2 separate regions of the Mus musculus genome follow, and region 2 is linked to region 1. Evidence: chromatin contacts called from public HiChIP or PLAC-seq data. All regions are on one chromosome and are shown on one strand. Each heading gives the region's core, a stretch centred on a gene start, on an enhancer-like site or on the middle of the called end of the contact. The rest is flanking DNA. Distances are from core to core; before and after follow the strand shown. Region 1 holds the start of Itga8 (integrin alpha 8). Region 2 overlaps Rsu1 (Ras suppressor protein 1).

The links. HiChIP or PLAC-seq counts read pairs in DNA pulled down with a chosen protein or histone mark.
Region 2: a contact with region 1 is called in an H3K27ac HiChIP or PLAC-seq map of microglia, with 5 times the contacts expected there. The contact joins the enhancer-like site here to the promoter of Itga8 in region 1. A contact is called at or near these places in 2 of 115 datasets of contacts at active chromatin or transcription factors (forebrain and microglia) and 1 of 9 other capture datasets (liver).

What each region holds. Positions count from the first base shown.
Region 1 is chr2:12,299,991-12,303,558 of GRCm38.p6, reverse strand. It overlaps Itga8 (integrin alpha 8), which reads left to right and starts at 1,615. Exons shown (of 30, transcript NM_001001309.3): 1 at 1,615-1,982; 2 at 2,588-2,721. The coding sequence starts at 1,777. E030013I19Rik (RIKEN cDNA E030013I19 gene) reads right to left here and starts at 2,313. Exons shown (of 2, transcript NR_040353.1): 1 at 1,970-2,313.
Region 2 is chr2:13,218,472-13,222,533 of GRCm38.p6, reverse strand. It overlaps Rsu1 (Ras suppressor protein 1), which reads left to right. Exons shown (of 9, transcript NM_009105.4): 5 at 3,407-3,525. Among named protein-coding and RNA genes, the nearest start is that of Rsu1, 51 kb to the left of the region's middle. Within about 2 kb of position 2,238, at least 13 of the 459 cell types and tissues checked have an H3K27ac peak or open chromatin away from gene starts, as enhancers often do. A contact at or near this core is called in microglia, where this site is marked.

The DNA of each region.
Region 1 (3,568 bases), core at 366-2,865:
GAGATTTTTGTCTAGTCTACTCAAATTGTATCAACCTTCTGATGGGTCCCCCAGTTGTAGGAAGTGGTACTAATTATTCTTAGATGAGTAAGTTGGCATCTTATTCATCCACTCACTTCACTTATTTTCTCCTAAGTAGGTAACTTAAGACTCAGCTTAGATCCTTTCTGCTGTGCATCCTCCCCCAATCTCAGCCTTTTCCTTAACTTTCATGGCCCTTTTCTCCTTTTGTCTTGTCAACCAGGTTGGGATTCCCTTGTCCATCCCTGCTTTCTTTTTATTCAGATGACTTGCCACTGGACATTTGAATCTCTGGTGCCTATCATATTTCTGCTTTGGCTACTTTTGCCTGGATCCCTGGTCTCAGGATCCATCCAGCCCTATTTCAGACCACTCCTTGGATACTCCTTTTCACTACGATCTTGTACATGGTCATCTAATGCTAGGAGATTAGTGCCTTCAGTGTTTCCCTCATCTGCTTCCGGGAGGTCCAAATCTAAGTCTCCTATTCAAATTCTTGTCTACATCTAAATTTGTTTCCAACTTTCCTGAAATTACCCAGAAACAGCTTGCCCCTTCTCTGTCTCTCTCTCTGTCTCTCTGTCTCTGTCTCTGTCTCTGTCTCTCTCTCACACACACACACACGTGTGTGTGTGTATATATATATATATATATATATATATATATATATATATATATATTTAACACAGCCTTCTCAGGCTAGTCTTGAACTTGTTAGGTTAGCCCAGGCTGTCCAACAAAAGATCCTCTTATTACAGCCCCTGCCCCCAAACAAAACAGTGTTGGGATTTCAGGTATGTGTCACCATGTCCCACACTTCTTTGCCTACACTTAAATTCTGTGTGACCTCAGAGTCATGTTGTTTTTTTTATCACCAATCTATGTCCTGAAAAGTTTGTATTTATAAAAAACCATTTATACACACAGTTCTAGTCTGCTCCCTTCACCTTCGGGCTCCTCGAAAGATCAACAACTAGTACTGGTGAGGAAGAGATCCTGTTGTCTCAAACTTTCACTCCCAAGCCCTGCTTTTGAAAACTGTTAACTGCAGCATTTCTGACTTTGCAGTCCTTCATCACAACCTCATAGGATAGAGGTTTATACCAAATCATACAATGTGCCAGAGATGCCCTTGAGAAAGACTGAGAAAACCTACAGGATTTTTGTATTAGTATGTCAGCGGAATAGGAGAGGAAGAGGGTTCTTACATTCCATTATCAAATCCCATTTACTGAGGAAGAAACTGATTTACCCTCAAAGGTAGAGGTGACAGCCATATAACCACTCTTTTCTGGAGTTGGTATACTCTTTTGTATGCTTGTATCCGAGCTGCGCAATATTGGGAAATCATTAAATTCTCGCCGCATATGGAACACCGCTTCTCCAAAACAATGACTTGAGGTGACATCCATAAAATTTAGATGGTCCTTAAACTAGAGACTCGAAATCTAGCGGGCTCAACAGGCACTTGCCCGGTCCTAGACCGCAAGCTCCGTCCTGCAGCCTGAGAACTAGCCGCTAGAGGGCGCGAAGAGCGCGCCGGCCCCAGCCAGGGGCTGGAGAGGGTCGAGCGCGGGATCCGCTGCTGCAAGCCCAGAGCAGCGGGGTCGGCGGGCCGCACAGGGCGAGAGGACTGTCACTGTGGACGCTCCTAGCTCACCGACCCGGGACACCGGCCTCTGGGGAGCGTCAGGCCTTCTCCTCTGGGCTCCACGGCTCCCGATCCCGGGTGAACAGCGTTCGGGAAGGAGGGCGATGTCTGCGGGAACCCACTGTGGTCCCCCGGGGAACCGGGCACCTCCGTTCGCGCGTCTCTGTTGCGTCTCGGCCGCGCTGGGGATGCTGTGGTCCCCTGCGTGTCTGGCGTTCAACTTGGATGTGGACAAGCTCACTGTGTACAGTGGCCCCGAGGGCAGCTACTTCGGCTACTCACTGGACTTCTACATACCTGATGCGCGCACGTAAGTTGCTGGGTTGGGTTGGTGGCTTGGTGGCGCGCGATTCCAGGTCCTGTCTCTGTCTCTCAGAGGTCTCCGCAGCCAGGAGGAAAGGATGTCTGATATTTCAGGCAACTGCCCACTCCGGGTCGGATTCTGCTCTTTGCCTGCTACCAACATCTTTCCTCCTGACTTATGCTAAATAGATGTGCCCATGAATCTGGGATTGGAGATGCTCCACTGGTATATAAGTTCGGATTCAAAGACAAGAGCATTATACAAAGGAGAGAGTGGGGCGGGACAGACTCAGGTCAGTTTTAAAATAAGGACCGCGCAGTCTGTTCCTACGGAATCTCATAGCGCCTTAGGTTGCAGACAGTTGGGATCTGCCTTCCCCATCACAGTCTCCACCTACCTCCACCTAGACAGGCAGAACCATTAGCAGCCTCTTCCAAAACCAGGTTTCTGGTGCTCATAGGCTTCCAAAGAGGAAATCAAGTTTGGCAGTCTTTCCACAATAAACCTGTTTGTGCCTGCCGCTGCTGCCGCAGTCCGGTGGGCATGCTTCTACAGACTGGGCACACGGGTAAATGTTCCCAGAGGAGTGACTTTCTCCAATCTCTTTGCAGAGCCAGTGTCTTAGTGGGGGCACCCAAAGCCAACACTAGCCAGCCGGATATCGTAGAAGGGGGAGCTGTCTACTACTGTCCCTGGCCCTCAGAGAGGTCTGCACAGTGCAAGCAGATACCGTTTGACACCACCAGTAAGTGATGCTAACCTGTAGTGTGGCCCCTGGTTGAAAAGAACCAGAGCCATTCCTCGCGGCAATTTAGTGTTCTTTCCCCCCCTCCTAATGTAAATCTGAGTGTTTGGATGCATCTGGTAACATCCGTTTCCCTACTGTTCAGAGGTGAACACTAGGGGAGGAGGTGCTTGGGACCAGTAGAAACCCACAGCTGTGAGGGGAGGGGAGCACAGGCTTAATACTTGGTTGGCAGAGGCAGGCTGGTGTCTGTGAGTTCGAGGCCGGCCAGAGTTACAAAATAACCTACACTATAGAGAATCGGGTTGGTCCTCAAATATAGAGGTGGAGACTGATAAAGGACTCGCTTGGAGTATTTGTAATTCTCTAGTTCCCAAGTCCGGAGGTGAGACTTGCCCTGTAGTAGATCCAGACTGCAACCTGGGGTGCTTGACATTCTAATTCTTTACAGAAAGAATTTTCTTTCAAAATACTGGACATTAGATGCAAAATACTACAGGCAGAGTGTGGATGGATTATATTCATTTCCAAAAATCCCCCAGACAGATGTTTCTTATTTAATTAAAGGGAAAATACCATTTCATCTGCTGTTTTTAACTTGGATCCTAAGAAAATAATTTAAAAGGGGTGTTTTGAAAACACCATCACTCGGTGTTTTAGCTTGTAGCACCCAAATGTTAGCATTCAAATAACATATATTATTAGAGAATACCCTCTTTTTTTTCAAAGATGCAAATATGTCAGGTCAAATGACGGCGTGATGGGCAATAAATTAAGATTCCTTGTACACGTCATACTTTAGGACATTGTTCTTACTTTCCCTGTGGTCCTGTGGTTATCTAACTTA
Region 2 (4,062 bases), core at 989-3,488, 920 kb before region 1:
TCATATTTGGATAGCGTGAAATTAGGAATATAACCTGATACATGTTAATCAGGAGACAGCATTAGTGATTATCATCATACTTCACTAATTTGTTCATTTATTTCTTTACTATGTAAGTGCTTATTCTATGTCAGTATTGCTGATAGGGGGTCAGAAATGAGTGTCATGGTGTGAATCTTAGGATTGGGGCAGGGTACAGTGTCATTGAGCACAGTATGGTCACAGCTGTGATGCGACTGATGAAGCTGTGGCGGAAGCAGAGACAGGGAAAACATTTGCCAATAGACGAGGTTCTTGAGAGGCTCTTCAAAGGCCGAGTGCTATAATCCGAGCAATGCACAGCCATCTCAGGCTGAGAGAGTGACACATTTCAAAGCTCAGAGCACATCCTGGGCTGTCGTAGCAGTTCACTGGTAGGATTCAATGTAAAGGTGGCCAGGTGAGATGCAAGGGCTAGCCCAGACCCTTGGGAATGGCTTCTGCACACCTAGTGGGTGTTTGTTGAATTCCAGATTGCTACCAGGAGTCATTTTAGGTAATGGTCATCCTGCTGTCATAGAGCTCACACTACAGTGGGGACACCAGTGGCAAACAAATAGGTGTCAGAGGTGGCAGGGAGTCAGCAGTGCTGCCCCAGTTTACATAGTGGAGCTCTGGTTGCAGATCTTTTCTGCAGGAATTTGTCCTACAGGGTAGTGGGTGTGAAATAAGAGCAGTTTTGTCTGAAAGCTCAGTGCAAAGAGGGTTCATGGGAGGTTGAGGTAAAGGGCAAGAAGACTGTGGGAATGCCACCTTTGTCCAAGGTGATCTGGATCAGTCGTAGTGGGGAAGAAAAAGGATTTAATTTGAAAATGATATAGAAGGAAAATTGCCAAGACAGTTACAGATGGGAAGGGATCCTACCTAGATTCCTGTGTTGGTCGGCTATCATAGGATTAGAGCTGGAGACAGGTTTGGGAAGAACATAAGCTCAGGCCTGGTTTAGTTGACCTTGGGCTATCTTAGGACATAGGGTAAACTTGACCATGCACCTTAGTTACGTCCTTGCCCTTCTGGAATTGCCTGTATTTTCAGCTCTAAGTTTATTGACTATGTAAAACACCTTTCAGCGTTTGATTCCATAGCTCCATAGAAGTTGCCATTCCCACAAAATTTTCGTTTTCTTGGGAAAGGAATTAAGCTGAATTTTAATAAAGGAATCTCTGCTCTTAGATCTCATGGAGGTTTATATGTGCACATTAAGGCAGGGTGAAGAGGACTGCTTAGTGTTAGCGGGCCAAATGAAAGTGTGCACTTAAGAGACCACAAGCACCATGGGTAGGTCCTGGTCCAAAGGCTACACTCACCAATCATTGAATTATGCAGTACTTGCCATTTTTTATGATGATTGCAAGACATGAATGAGCTTCAGGCCAGCTGTAGTAAGCAGAAAATTTGAGATGTCCTTAATTTTTGAAGCACAGTGTAGTGTGTATTTTACAAGAAATGAAAAGCCATAGAGTTGTCAGGGCTATAGTTTTGGGGCTAACTTCACTGTAGAGGACATACCCAGCTGCCGCGGACTGTCAGCCTAGTTTGTTGCTAGAATTCATCCTGTAAGCATTTGGCCGTTAGGGAAGCAGATGTGTGTCACTGACTGGGCTCATGGGGAAGCTTTCTCTCTTGTAGTGAGTAGTCTAAGAAGTTGGTAGGCCCTGAGGAAAGCCGGCCTGGGACTCCCTGTCCTGAGACTTGCAAATCCACTTTTCTCTTGGCTTCCCTCTGCGCAGTCATTTCTCAGGAGGCCGGATTGGTCGAGGTGGGCAGCAGCATTGCGTCTGTTATTAGAATGATCAATGGTTGGATTGATTTTCAGTGTCAAGTCTCTCCTCCCTTCCAGTGTCTGTCAGCTTACACTGAAGTTGTTTATACAGTGTTTAAACTGACTTTTAGGTATTCTCAGAGGCAGCCTCCAAAAGAGACATAAAGGTCTAGAAGGGTAAAAGATAATATCGAAAAATTCTCTTAGATTTTTATATATGTATATACATGTATGTATGTATGTAATTTGATTCTCTGATGTCATGATAAGATGCTAGCAAAAAACAACTTTGGGGAAAAAAGGATTTGGCCCACAAGTTATAGTTGATCATCAGAGGAAGCCAAAGCAAGATGTCAAGGCAGGAACTGAAGCAGAAAGAACGGGGAAAACCTGCCTACTTGCTCACTTCCTCTGATATATTTGGTTCCCACCAGTGTCTGAACCTTCTTATACCACTGAGCAATAGGAAAGCCCTGCCCCCAGACATGCTTATAGGTCAGTCTGATAGAAGCCATTCTTCACTTGGGATTCCCTTTTCCCAGGCGTTTTTAGTTGGCAACTAACATTAGCCATCCCACATACATGCTCACACATGCACACATATAAATGTGCATATCATAACTTTTATGATAGTGTGTCAGTCCTGGGTGTTACTTTCACAGTGTTACACTTTCAGCCTCCAGAAGTTTATTGCCTCCCAAACCTGAAACAACTCATTTGCCTCTCCCTGCCCCAGGCCCTGGCAATCAGCATTCTAACTAGAGATCATTCTGATCATTAGTACATGGGTATTGAACAGGAAGTTGATTCCCCTCCCATTACAATGAACGGATGAAATAAAGCAAATATCCCAAATGCATGTTTTGAATCAGTTTCTCTTTAGACAGACAGGTATTTCAAGTATGGAGCGGGCTATTTGAGTTTTTCTGTAGGAAGAAGTAATAACTAAAAATTTCCATACATTTCATGAGCACAGGTTGTCAGAGTAGAACTATTAAACTATTAGTACTATATGATTGCAGAGTAAAGTGATGTTTGCTAGAGGCAGGTGGTGGAGATCAGGGAGTTAAGAAATTGTTAAAGGCCCAAGAATTTCAGTTATTCAGGAGTAAGTTCAAAAGATTATTATATACCACAGTGACTAGCATTAACAATATTCACTGTATTTGAAAATCACTCAGAGCAAACTTTATATGCCTCAGTACAGCGGAACGCCAGGGCCAAGAAGTGGGAGTGGGTGGGTAGGTATGGGGGACTTTTGGGATAGCATTGGAAATGTAAATGAAGAAAATACCTAATAAAAAATTTTTAAAAAATCACTCAGAGAGTAGATTTGTGTGTATTTGCATTTCTAGTGTATTTTCAGCAGCACACACACACACACACACACACACACACACACACACACGGGTGGCAATTTCTTCTTGTTTGTTAAATTATATGAACACAATGAAAAATCAAGTACCATTCAGTGAACGCAGAACCATAATGTGCTTTTGGACTCTGATCCTGCTGAACTGGGCTTACACTGTCAGGTTCCCGTGTTCTGCGTACGTATGTGCTTTTTAAAAGGTGGCTTGTCCCTTGTGTCTCCCCACACTGCAGCATGAATAGGTTGAACACGCTGCCTCGAGGATTCGGCTCCCTCCCGGCTCTGGAGGTCCTGGACTTAACTTACAACAACCTGAATGAACATTCTCTTCCGGGAAACTTCTTCTACCTCAGTGAGAAACTTTTAATTCTGTAAATCTCTTTAACATGGTACTTTGGTCCTAATAGTAAAAATTTATTTGCCAGTGCTGAAACTCGTAAGAGAAATTATTGGGCATATATATTTTTTCACTACAGAGTCCTTTTGAATATTCCTTCACCGCTCAGCAGTATTTATATTTGATGTATAGCTGGCTGACACCATTGGGCAGGAGTGGGCTTAGCAATGTGACATTAACTTTCCAGGAGAGATGTTAGTACCTTATCTCACATTTAGCTGAGAATCTTGACTTCTGCTTAAAGAGTGTGAACAAAAAATAAAATAATAATGTTTTCCCCCAGTTGCTATTAATTCCCTGAAATACACTGCTAAAGATACTCTAGAAAATTATTTGTTAAAATCTACACATTATTAAATTGCTAACAATTGTTGAAAAACCGAGCTCAGATCCTTATTTAAGTTTTTGAAGAATTCTTGTACGGACTGATTTAGTCTAGTAGATAACCATTATGGAATCATTAATTGCGGATGGCCAAATGTTTGTCTTTTC